2 separate regions of the Mus musculus genome follow, and region 2 is linked to region 1. The links are chromatin contacts, called in public Hi-C maps. All regions are on one chromosome and are shown on one strand. The core of a region is the stretch at or near the end of the contact, and the rest is flanking DNA. Distances in the headings are between cores, read along the strand shown.

The links. Hi-C and Micro-C count contacts between places; a contact is called where the count stands out from the background.
Region 2: a Hi-C map of adipose-derived mesenchymal stem cells shows a contact between it and region 1, with 4 times the contacts expected there. The contact joins two enhancer-like sites. A contact is called at or near these places in 1 of 15 datasets of contacts at CTCF or cohesin (the NIH/3T3 cell line), 2 of 484 Hi-C or Micro-C datasets (adipose-derived mesenchymal stem cells and uterus) and 1 of 115 datasets of contacts at active chromatin or transcription factors (the NIH/3T3 cell line).

The regions. Positions count from the first base shown.
Region 1 is chr13:101,876,152-101,882,395 of GRCm38.p6, forward strand. No RefSeq gene overlaps it. Among named protein-coding and RNA genes, the nearest start is that of Pik3r1, 110 kb to the left of the region's middle. Within about 2 kb of position 3,625, at least 41 of the 459 cell types and tissues checked have an H3K27ac peak or open chromatin away from gene starts, as enhancers often do. A contact at or near this core is called in the NIH/3T3 cell line, adipose-derived mesenchymal stem cells and uterus, where this site is marked.
Region 2 is chr13:102,228,610-102,234,853 of GRCm38.p6, forward strand. No RefSeq gene overlaps it. Among named protein-coding and RNA genes, the nearest start is that of Gm36703, 120 kb to the right of the region's middle. Within about 2 kb of position 2,647, at least 82 of the 459 cell types and tissues checked have an H3K27ac peak or open chromatin away from gene starts, as enhancers often do. A contact at or near this core is called in the NIH/3T3 cell line, adipose-derived mesenchymal stem cells and uterus, where this site is marked.

The sequences.
Region 1 (6,244 bases), core at 2,375-4,874:
TGAGTGGAGAACCTACCTGTTAGGTTGACCTAGCATTAAACCGATTACTAATGACTTACTGCTATAGCCACAAATTGATGTACTTTTCAACCCTTATCAGAGGAGCTTCTGTTTACAGTAGATGGTAATCAATGTAGAGGCTTAAAACGGGCAAGGTTCAGAGAATAAGAGATAGCCCTAAGTAGGACATCTATGTTAGATCCTCTCCTCCCAAGCCTCAGGGACATTATGAAGAACCAGGAAAACTGTAAGTGCCAGAGACTTGAAGGAATACAAGGAAATACTGTTCTCTGGACATAATAGCACATCTGTACATATAATCTAAAAGAATGACTAAACCCTGTGCAAGCTCAACCCAGACAAAATCCCAGCATAGAGATGTAAGGTGGACATGACCTGATATCAACATGTTAAAATTTAAATGGCCAACAGACTTGCCCTCTACTGCAGAACTCAGCAGGCTGTAGTCATGTAAAACCCCACACAACAGGAAGAAGAAGGTATCCAGAGACCTGCCGGCTACCGTGCCAGGTGACAGTGGGGGGTGGGGGAGGCATTCCCAAAGACCTATCTGCTGCCCACAGCACGGGGGGGGGGGCAGTTTATACACAGAGGCCTGCCTGAGACCATGCTACATAGTGCTAGACCTTGCCTAGGCCCCACAGTTGAGCTGACCCTGATGTGAAGCCAGCAGATCACTCATCTGCCATGAAGTGGAGTGGCCTTGGGGTGATGCCTTCCCTTCCCTTGACCTTTATCACCTGTGGTTGTCTGGACAGCTGGCCCTGAGGTCTTGAGAGCAGGAGAGCTAACCCTGCCCCTCAATGGGTATAGCACTTGAGAGAACAGGCCCTGCACCTTGCAGGGCCAGTAGAGTGGAGCTGGCCTTGATGGTATAGGCATAGGTGAGTCAGTCCTAAGGGTGTGATAGTGAGAGGAGAGGCTCTGCTTCCTGCCAGTGGTGGCACTGAGTGGTCTATCTGGAGTAGTGTTACAGAGTTTTCCCTGGTGATGTGGATTTGAGAGAGCTGACAGGCTGACCAGCTCATACCACCTAGACCCAGGTCCATGGCTTTCTGTTGGTTCAACCCAAAATCTACATCATCTTTCAACCGTTGGAGCACATGAAAGGTCAAGTTCTGCTGATCCAAAGCTACCGATCTCCATGACACAGATCAATGATTTGATAACTGGGAGGAGTCTAGGTGAGGATCCAATATTGACTGTGTGACAGAAGCCAAGAGAGGTTGCGTGGGGGTTGGGGAGGGCAGATACAAGGAGATGGGGAAATGAGTGGGACTAGGGTATATGATGTGAAACTCATAAAGAATAAAAAGTAAAAATAAAATAAATGGCCTTTATATACTTTTCAAGACTTGTGGTACATATGCCTCAGTTGATTTTGAATCATGGATTTTGGTAACAATGACATATCAATGTAGAGTTATAGATTGTGCTACTGTAGTGTAGGAGGAATGTTGATAATGGGAGAGTAGATCTGTGATGTTTCTCCCCAGTGATGACTTGAGAGCCCCTATTCTCCTTCACAATTATACCTACCCCTACCCCTCAGAGAGAGTGTTCTGCTCTGTAGATGGTCAGAGAACACATTCCCTTCCTACCACTTTCTACTCCCTTCATGCTCAGAATGGCAGCTCACTTCCTGGGTGTTGAGGTTTGTTCTGTTATTATTATGTATTGTGATGCTAAATACTGACTCAAGTTGCTGACTCAAGTTGCTTCCGAGATGAGAAGATCCTCATGTACACCAAGTGATGCTATGTAACCTTACCCCTAAGTTATCCCAGATTGGTCAATAAAGATGCCTACAGCCTATAGATGGACAGAAAAGAGGTAGACAGGGATTCAGTTACCAGGTTTGGAATCTGAATGGAGGCCATGAGGGGAGCACAGGGAGATGAAGAGAGAAGATGCTATGGGGTAGATGGATCATGAGAATATGGCCATAATGGTTGGCCAGTTGGAGTAAAAGAGGCCCAGGTAGAACATGGCAAGTCATATGTCAGGGGTATTGGAAGGGAAGTAGACAAAAGAGCATAGAGGGTTGATATCTGCCCAGCTCTAATGTAAATATAAAGGTTTTGTGGTTTTTACCTGGAAACTGAATGAGCCAAGGTGGGCTAGAAACTCAGACTAATTTTTACCACTACACCTGGGGTCTGAAGGAAGAGGCCCCTCTGTTGTGCCTCTGGGGATTTCACCCTCTGCATCAGAGTGAAAAGATTCTCTCAACAGTCATGTTCACTTGCATCAGAATGTGACTTCAAGAACAGAATCTTTACTGAGTACATTTACATAAGATGCTATATTGGCTCAAGACACTGCTATTGTCCTTATGAAAAGAGGAAAGGACAGAAACACAGACAAGAGACACAAAGACAAAACAAACAACAACATCCCACGTGAAGATGGGGCAGACATTACAGTGAGGCAGACTCAACCCTGGTCAGCCAACGGTTGCTGACAAATACCAGAGACCAGAAGAAGCCTCCAGAAGGAACACGGTATGGCTGACTGCTCTTGTAGCTGGGCTTGGTGCCTCCCAAGCAGTGATAGAATAAATTCTGCCATTTAATGCTATCGGGTACATGGGGCTTTGTTTTCAAAGCGCTACCAAAGGCAAAGACAAATTTTAGTACCCGGAGGGACTTTATGTTTATCGTTGCAATCCTGTATCTTCAATTTTCCTTCTTGAGACCTTTTATTTCTGTGATCATTCTGCATTTCACTTCACCTACCCTTGCCTTCATTTGAGAACCAGACCAAGTACAGATACACCAGACAAAGCTTTACCAATTTGCCAATATGCTGTATCCCCACCCTGTGTTAGTCCATTCTTACTCAGCTTAAGCTCTTAAGTAACTATATCACATGCATCCATAGCAGCTTGGGGATGGCTATTCTAGGCTTTCCTTAGTTTAGCAGGCTAACCCATCTGATCCCTTCATGTTGCCTCTACCCAGACAACCCCTACTCCAAGTCTTTATTCTGTTATTTTCCTCTTGACATCTAGAGCCCCTTGGGAAACCCTTCTCTCTGCTCCAATGAAGTCAGTTGAGCTTTTAAAGAGCAAAACCAGTCCTTTCTCCTGTGGGAATATTTTCCCATCATTTCCCCAAAACATTTATAATTTTGTTTTCCTTAGCTCCTTTTTTTTGCTGTGTAACAACCACCACACTTACATCTTTGCATTCACTAATGATCATGTGACATTTTTCACCCTCCGTGACGTGATTTTTATGATGTTTAGTACCAAAGACGATGCCTTTACCCTTCTTTATATGGTCTCACGAGTACTGAGCCCAGCGATAAGAACCCATTAAGACTTAACTAAATTCATGTCTGAAAATGACAGAGCAGTCATGGGTTACTCAGCACAGATAGCCAGTGGTTTTCAGTGGGAGACAATGTATCCAATCAGCCAGAATTCTCCAAGGAGGTCACTAAGCATGTGGACATAATTTCTCTAACCTTTCAAAAACGTCTTGACAAACGTCCACACCAGAGGTTATTTAAAAATAAAAATGAGTCACAATGAGATTGTGGGGAATGTTTTGTCATGGTTAGGAAGCTGGCTTTGGGCTCGGAAACAGCCCAAACCAACTGCTCTTGTAACAGATTCCATATGTTCGCAACCTTCTGCCTGAAGAAGAGAGGGCTACTTTCTAAATGGGAAGTTCATACGTGGGGGGAACCCCCAAAAGATACACAACTCAGTTTTTATTAGCATGTTTCGAAAGAGAGAACTTGTCAAATCATCCCCGGAATGCCAAGTCAAGAGCGACCTTGACATTGGCCTGGGCCATCTTTGGGAGGATACATGTCATCAGAGAAGTGACTGATGAGCCTGGACACTGGCAGTGGTTAGAGAGCATGAGAGAAGACTCATCAGTGTGACTCAGAAGGTGAGGAGTTCCGAGGTAGCCACTGGGCAAGGGACCCAGGCACTCAGTTATCAGCCACAATGTTAAAATACTTGATAAACAACTTGATAAACACATCTTTAGAAGAAAGGCTAGAGGCTGCCCGGACCATGAAGTAAGACTTGCCTCAGCAGCTCCAGTCGCTTCCCAGTTCTCCTTGGAAATTCAGTTAAAGCTGGAAGTTACCATTACAAAACTATTAACTGCAGTTAACACCCCCACACCTCCAGCTATTGGCGGTTAATCTATCACATGTTTTGGTTTTTCATTGCATCTTAAGAAGTATTAGCATTCCAAATGGACTGCTACTTGGGAAAGGGTGGGTGTGGGTTGGGGGGAGTTCATATTAGAAAGGCTGCCCATTGCTGTGGGGAGAAAAGTAGTCTTGGAAAGAAGAGAACATGAACACAACCCACATGATCATAGGTCATAGGAGAAAAGCCTAACAGGTCTCTGAAGAAAACAAAATGGCTTCTAGATCCGTTCTGAGAGTGTGCGCTAATACAGGGTTCCTGGGATCACCAATCCTCTGTAAACAGGGCTGGCAGTCAAGGTATGGACAGCTGTGGGTGGTGTGGTGCAACCTTTCAGTTGTATATTTTACAACTGCATGTTTCAAGTCTGGAAACTTCGGTAACAAGCAATCACAGCGAATGTGTGAATTTCAACCTCTACCCTTTCATCTTCCTCTAAAAAGGGGGATTTAAACAGACACGGAGTAGGTGCAAAGCTAGTCTCATTTTAGGTGTCAGCCCATCTGCTTGGGAAACCAAGATTAGAACAGTTCACAGGAAAATCATGTATTGAATTAAGCAGATAACAGTGATTCTCTGGTTTAGCAACCCAAATACATAAAGCAGAGACATGCAGGATTTAACCCAAACAAAGATTACTCTGAAAGGAAATGCAGATCTTATTTCATGTACACACACACACACACACACACACACACATATATATATATATATATATACATATATATATATATGCATGTGTATACATGTGGGTATACATATGTATGTACATATTTGATATGTGTATGTGTGTGCATATGTATGTATGTATATATATATATGTATGTATACACACATGTACACACACATATATTTAAGCCTCACATTTCCCTTTTAGACAGCTTACCAATACATTATTTGTATGGACAAAAGTTGTGTAGGATGAAAGAAGCCAAATCTGCAGTGAGGAGTGCAAAATTTTTTGCCCTTCCCAAATTTTAAGCCCCAGGGATAAAGGAGAAACTGGATGCCAGATCTGCGGAATAAGGTATAGGGACAAGATACAGAGGACTGTATGGAACACGTCAATGACTTGACTTTCTGGAGCCAGCAGAAATGAATTTTCCTCAAGGACCATGAGCAGATACGCTAAAGGAGCCATGATGTTAGAAAGAGTCATCTTTTTGTAGTTGGGAGGAGTTGCCTTAGAAGTCCATACATTTTGGAAAGGAAGAGCTAGGAAATGGCTTCTCCAACAGAGGTACACTTTAACATTGTAAAACAGGTACAAAGCACAGTCTAAAAGTCTCCTGAGGATGCCTTGTTGGATAAGGCCTTGTCTCAGCTGTTCTGGGCCTTCATATGCAAGCCCTTGTAGGAGTGGTGGGAGCTTGTATATAGCAAGTCTTCATTGGTCTGTCCATCATGAACTTCTGCCCATTTCTATTCATTCTATGATAGCTGACTGACCTTCCCCTCTGACACAGTCATACTGTACCACAGTAGTTATATTTTGCAGGAGCTGGGTTTTGGAAGGGAGATAAAGGTTCCCAGGCCAAGAAGTGAGACGGGAAGTTTTCCAGTGAATTGGTAGCTCAGTGGCCAAGGTGTCTCCTAACACACAGCAAAGCCCTACATCCAAACCCTAGCACTGCAACAAAACAAATAAGAACAAAAGAGTTCCTGATACACATCTGCCTGTGGCACATTTGGCTAAGGATGATGCTAGCACTCAGGTTGGGGTGGTGCTAGAGGGAGCCTCTGGTTGTGTTAATAAGGCTGGAGACCATGCAGGAGCTGGAGGAATTTCAACTAGTGGGAGGCTGGAAGCCTGAAAAGACTCATGCTTGGTCTGTATTGTAGAAATATCACCAGAGGCACAGGGTATGGTACCGAGTAAACTATGGTGCCTGGTCAGTTCCTTCTTTAATCTCAACACTCCCACATCTTTCACTCTTCTCTATGAACTTCAGAAGCCCCCCTCTCAATTGCTACTGTCCTGTTTCTAAGTGGCAAGGGGGCTATGTGTGAACTCTGTTGAGTTCCTCACTACTCTTTCCATCAAAG
Region 2 (6,244 bases), core at 1,397-3,896, 350 kb after region 1:
CATATTCTAGCCTCCAATCTGCCCTTCTATCCCCACCCCATTTAAACTTTCTTGTTTCAGAATGTGAGGGCAATCTCACTGCAATATCTGTAGTCCCATTGATCACTGTGGTTGATTCTGCAGATCTAGATGCCTAGGAAGTTCTCCTCTTCCTCCTTCACTGCTCCACGTGCACCTCTCCAGAAGTTGTAGACTTGGTCAGACAAGATGACCTTCCTCAATAGAGGAGAACCAGTCTTCCAGCAGGGGTGGACCAGTAGCTGTACCTCCTCCCTAGAACCTCCAAACAAGCCCTTAAGTTTTTATATTTTAATATATTAATGGTTATGACTCATTTTTTTATTTTAATGGACCTGAGCTTTATTGAGTGTGATATCCTTAGACAAATTCATCACTTTCTTTATATGTTTAATAAATGTAGCTTTTCATAAGTTAAGTTTTAATAAACATGGAGCTTAACTACTATAGCAACACACTTCCCAACTTGCTCCCTTTTTTTCTTTTCTTGTGTTGAATTAAGCAATTATACTTTTTCACATATGCAGAAATCTTCTGCAGGGAATAATATTGCAACTTACTTTGCCAATAACATTTATGTTGCAGCCATATGACAGGAAGTAATTTTAGTATATTTCCATAGGAATTGAGTTCATTTCTCTAAGGTTTCCACTGCATACATTGAATACACACGTAAGGATTCTATTGAAACTGAATGGTAGGGATGACGCTGAGACATACTTTTACACTATGTTCCTAATGCCATCTTCTTTTAAACTGTCCCTTTCATGGAGGAGATAATACAGGGATAGGGAAAGATGAAGGTAAAGGCAGATCATAAAATAAAGCATTCTTTTTCCACCTCTTAAAACATTTAAATATGAAGCAATGGTTTTCTAAGGAAGGTGGTGGTGTCACAGTGACTTAACTGGTTTATTGAAGTGCTCAGTAAAAATCATGGTCTTCCTACAGCCTTGGTAAATGACCGTGGAGCATCTAGACATGGACAGAGACATGTGCAAATGAAAACTGGAATAGTGCCAGTTGCCCCGAGTTAGGCTTAGAAAGTCACCATCTGAACCCTGGGGGAAAGATACCTTGATCAGTTTGTAACCAGTAGAAACTGGTCTAGTCCAATTTTGCAATACAGTTTGTAATTTAAAACCAATTGCGTTATCAACATTACTGCATTATACAAGTGACAGCCATTGTTAATCAGTTTGCACCCACACCTTCTACAACCTCTCAACAGAACATTCCAGAAACTCCTTCAAGTCAAGTAGAGTCAGCATGCGAGATGCCATTATTCTTCAGTCTATGCCCTAAATGATTGTTCAACACCTGCAATAGGTAATAGTAAGAAACCTAAGAGGATTTGTCAAGCCCTATGGGGCTTCCAAACTGTTTACTGACAAATGCCTTAATGCCCTCTTTGTGGCACCAGACCACTAAGATGACTGAGAAACTCCAAGAAGTGATTTCTATGAAACAACCCACACTTGAGTTTTAGTTGTAACTTGTTCATTCTTGAGACATGACATTGAGGTCTTTTAACATGAGCGACACTTGACAAAGGTGATGAAGAACACATTTAAGCTGTTTAGAGAAGAACAACTTCTGGAAAGCTTTCAGAGCAGTCTTCTGACTTAGTGTACCTTGTCACAGTGAAGACACTCAGAATTACCTCATGCCAGGACTTAGGAACACCCTGCCAGAAAAAAAACACTCTGTTAGGTTTTTTGACAAAGAATGCATAGATTTTTTTTATCTGAAATTTATGCATAATATTTGCATAGACGTATAGTATTATACACACTAATGATCAAATCAGGCTATCCAGTCTTTGCAGCTTTTTAAATATATTATCTTATTAAATATATTGAGAAGCTTAAATTCTCTTCTAGTCTTTTCAAATGTATAGCAAATGTTGCAGACTATGCCATACACTGACTGCTCATATCCAACAGAAGAAAGTTTGGAAAAATGCAGTTTATTTTTATTATTTATTTATTTATTTATTTGTCACTCTCCTGATAAATGTAAAACAAATATTCAATGTAAAAAAAAAACCCTCCAAAATAGAGGAAGAAAGTAAGTAGTGTTTTTTTGCATATCTATTTTAAATCAAAATAGTGTTTGCCCGAGTGACCCACTGTTACAGCCATTTCCTACTGTGGGGCCCATTTTTGCTTGTTGACTATAAAGTTTTTCTTTGAATTCTAGAAGTTTCTTTCTCATCAAACTGAATTATTCAAACTCTAAAACCATAAAAGCACAAACATGGACATTATTCTTAAAAGGGTTTGTTTTTTTTAACTTTCCATGAAAAACAAAGATAAATTCTTTTGTTTGGAATGTGGCCTGGAAACTTGAATCAGAACTAAGGAAATATCCAGATTTATCAGTCTGCAATGTTCTTTGCAGTGTCAGGGTCTTTGGTTGATTTTTTTTCTTTAGTTGCATATCTCTGCCCGATTCTCTCCTCTGCCTGTCCAGCTTCATCCATCCTACAATAAAATGGAATATTGTTTTAGGAATTTGTTGACTCAGAATTGCATCATCTAGCGCTAAGTGACAGCACAGAGCCTTCTTATCATTGGTTCTGACACAGATCATATTAGCTGCCGCTCTAGGTCAGAGTGGTTGCCACTGAGAATTCAGAGGTGGAGGATGAATAGCTTGTCTTCCTTGGCTTGTGGTATGAGTCCAGTCCGCATGACTGGCTTGCCTGCAGAGGATGGGATGTGAATTGTGTTTTCTGACGTCAATGAACCGCTCCCATGCTCTAGTGGAGAAGCATCTGGAAAGTTTCGTGCTTTCCTGTGCAATGTTGCTCAGGACTTGGTCCTTTCCCTCCACACAGTGAGAAAGAACTGTCTGCTACCTAGGCTTTGTGGGAGAGCTGACTTTTCTAGGTGGACCATGTTCTCATTAGTGTAGAGCTAGGAACTGTTTCATTTTAATTAAAGGTAATCCAGAACTGATGCACTTTCTAAGGAAGCAATGTGTCAATAAAACAACTTAGAAGGAGTAGAATGAGTGTCTCCCCTTGGCAATTGGAGAGCAGAGGCAGCAAACTGTGTGACCAGTGCAGCAGGTAGGACACTCCCACTAAGTTCTTCTTGCTGGTGTTTGGGTTTTGCTTTTTCCTTCTCACCAAAAACAAAGGAGGAATCTTTTGGGTAATATTTCCATGAGAGGCTCCAAAACCGTGAAATCCCAGATTCTAAAGAAAGAGCTGCCTACCTCCTACAGTTATGGTGACCCCCTAAAGTTTTTATCAGCCCCTTCTGGAAAGGCATCAAGTCCACCCACCTTGTTAAATAACTATTTATCTCCCTACTTGCGGTCTGTAATTATCATTCCATTTCTGGGGAACCAGGACTACATCCAGCTACAGACCCAGTTCAAAGTGAGGAGGAGGAGGAGGAGGAGGAGGAGGAGGAGGAGGAGGAGGAGGAGGAGGAACATAAAACTGCCCTATCTGGTTTGTCTTCCTTCCTTCCTTCCTTCCTTCCTTCCTTCCTTCCTTCCTTCCTTCCTTCCTTCCTTTCTTTCTTTCTTTCTTTCTTTTTTCTTTCTTTCCTTCTCTCTCTCTCTCTCTCTCTCTCTCTCTCTCTCTCTCTCTCTCTCTTTTTCTTTTCTTTCTTTTTTTTCCAGTAAGCAATGAAGGAACTAAGAGCGTACACACATTCTTCTTGTCTTGGATCAACAAAGGAGTCATGCCAAATGTCAGATTAAATATTCCGCAGCTGAAGTGTTTGCACAACTTTTTGGTGGCTACCATTTAAAGAAACAAAACCAGCGATGGGCCTTTAAAAAAAAAATCACCCTTCCTTTGACATGCTCACAGTGTTCTGCCAGCAGTTGCTCCAAGCTGGAAGGCCAGGCCCTGCATATCTTGTCAATGGACCATGTGTGCCAGCTGGCAAGCATAGACTTGGGTATCCGTTCCTACAGGGGCATGAAGCCCCACTGTGTGCCTCACAGGCCACAACTGTATTGCTGTCTTCTTTCACCCATGACTGTGTTGGCTGAGGAGCTGGCCATTTAAATACAGAAGGAATTTCCTGATTCTTCAAGTATCTGTCATGTTTCAACAATGAGGTTGCACTCTCTGAGCTGCGTGTCTTTTCAGTTTGGGTTGGCTCTGTGGGACTGCTGGGGAAACCAGAGACAGATCTTTTATTGAAACAAAATAATAAGTCTGAACAAATCAGCCTTGTTATCTTTGGCTCTGGTGAGAGGTATATTCTTTTCAGCTTTATATTTCTACAGGATTGCTCAAGAGGCAATGTTTCCCCTTGCCAGGTTATGTGAGGGACAGAAGAGAACAGAAGGAGCCGGAATGCTTGGAGAAATGAGCGTTTTCCTGCATTTTCCAAATTACCTTTCCTTCTAGTCTGAGGCAGTCAGTGTTCCTCCCTCATTTCTCTTATAAGAAAAGAGAAGGGCAGGGCATCTCTCACCTGGCCAACATTGCGTGGTGGCAGTGTAGCTGTGAAGAATGACATTGGCCACTCACTCTCTATGATTTCAGGCAAGTTACTTCACCCCTCCACTCTAATTTAACTCCTTTACAAGAATGGAAATGGCAACAGGAATTGTTTGCTGATATTGACATAGAATCTGGAGTGTGTGAAGTGAGCTTAGGAGTAAAAGACAAGCCAGGTCAACTTCCAGCGACCGTGTAGACTGAAACCAAATGCCAGTCTTCTCTCAGCAGATACTGAGGGCTCTTCACTCTTCCGGAAGTCACTATCTTTCCCTGCATCCTCCATGGCAAGGTTGGAGGCAAGCAGAGACTCCAAAGAGATGTAGTTGTGTGTTCTTTTATTTCAATGTGCTTTTCCGGACTAGAGAGATGGCTCAGTTGTTAAGGATGCTTAGTCCATCACAGAGTACAGAGTTCAGTTCTCCGTACCTACCTAGGATGGCTTACACTACCAGAAAATTTAAATATATGCGATGCGATGTTCTCTTTAGCCTCCCTGGGTACCTGGAGACATGTGGTGCATATAACTTCACACCTACACACAGATAAATACATAAATAAATAAAATTACTTTTCCATGGAGATGAACTAGACCTGAAGCTCTAGCTCAGATCATAACAACTGCAAAAGCAACTGCCTCTGTGTACCAAGTAGAGGGAGTCTCCCAGGCTATGGAGACACATCTGGGATCTGTCCTATCATTCCCAGGTAAGCACTCTAGATTTAGAACAGAACGCACAAAGTTGTCAGGAGACGTATTTACTTGTGACAGTTGATGTCTGGTCTATTCCAGCTTGACTGTTTATGATAACGGGTACCAATCATCACAGGGGCTGCCAGTAGGATCCTTCAAAACACCACACAGGTGCTTCCCACATGGCAGGCTCTGTAGTCATCCTTGGATCCAAAGATGAGTCAGAAACAACCCTTTCTTCCCAAATGAGGCTTTATAATACAGAGAGATTTCTGCCGTTGTGTTTCAATTCTATATCCTCTAGAATCCATTCAGAATAAAGGTTTTTTTCATACATCCTTATTACTAGGCACATAATCAGACAGTTTTGAAGGTTTGGAATGAGGGTTCTATAATTTCCATCATCAATCCCCAGCAAGGAAGCAAAACCAAAAAGGAAGAGAGAGGCTTAAAATACAGCCACTGAGTTAGTCACTTGAGGTTGCCCTTCTCCAAGTCCTGCTAAGGTATGGGGGCTGAAGTTGTTCCACCTGACCCCACAAAATTTCAAGAAGAGCTGAATACCGGTTACAGCTTTGCCAAAGACAAGCTATGGGATCTTAGCTAAAATCTCCCATCTTGCCTTGGCCATATGTTTACCTGGAAAATGGAGAAGATGAAGACTATTCAAGCTATAGGTGCATCATCCAAACATGAAAAGAGTAATGTCCACAGGAGTCTCTTTTGTGCACTAAAAGCATACTTACTTACGTTGCTTCTCTTATGTTTACTTGCTTCTATTTTAGGTAAAATTTTTCAGAATAATTTTACCATTTTAATGTCTTCCTGTAGAGTCTATGCTTATAAATGTTCCAATAAGAAGAGTGCAGAAAAGAATAGCACCAGAGAGCAATTTCTCATTTCCACACCCATGAAGAGCCTTATATAAAATGAGATGAATAAAACTGCCCCCCCCCCCAGGATGTGTGCAGTGTTCTCAAGGTTGGAGATCTAGTAGGCTCTTAATTTGAAGAACTCTCTGCTTGACTTCAAAGTGCGGTTCCTTAACTATAGTCCAC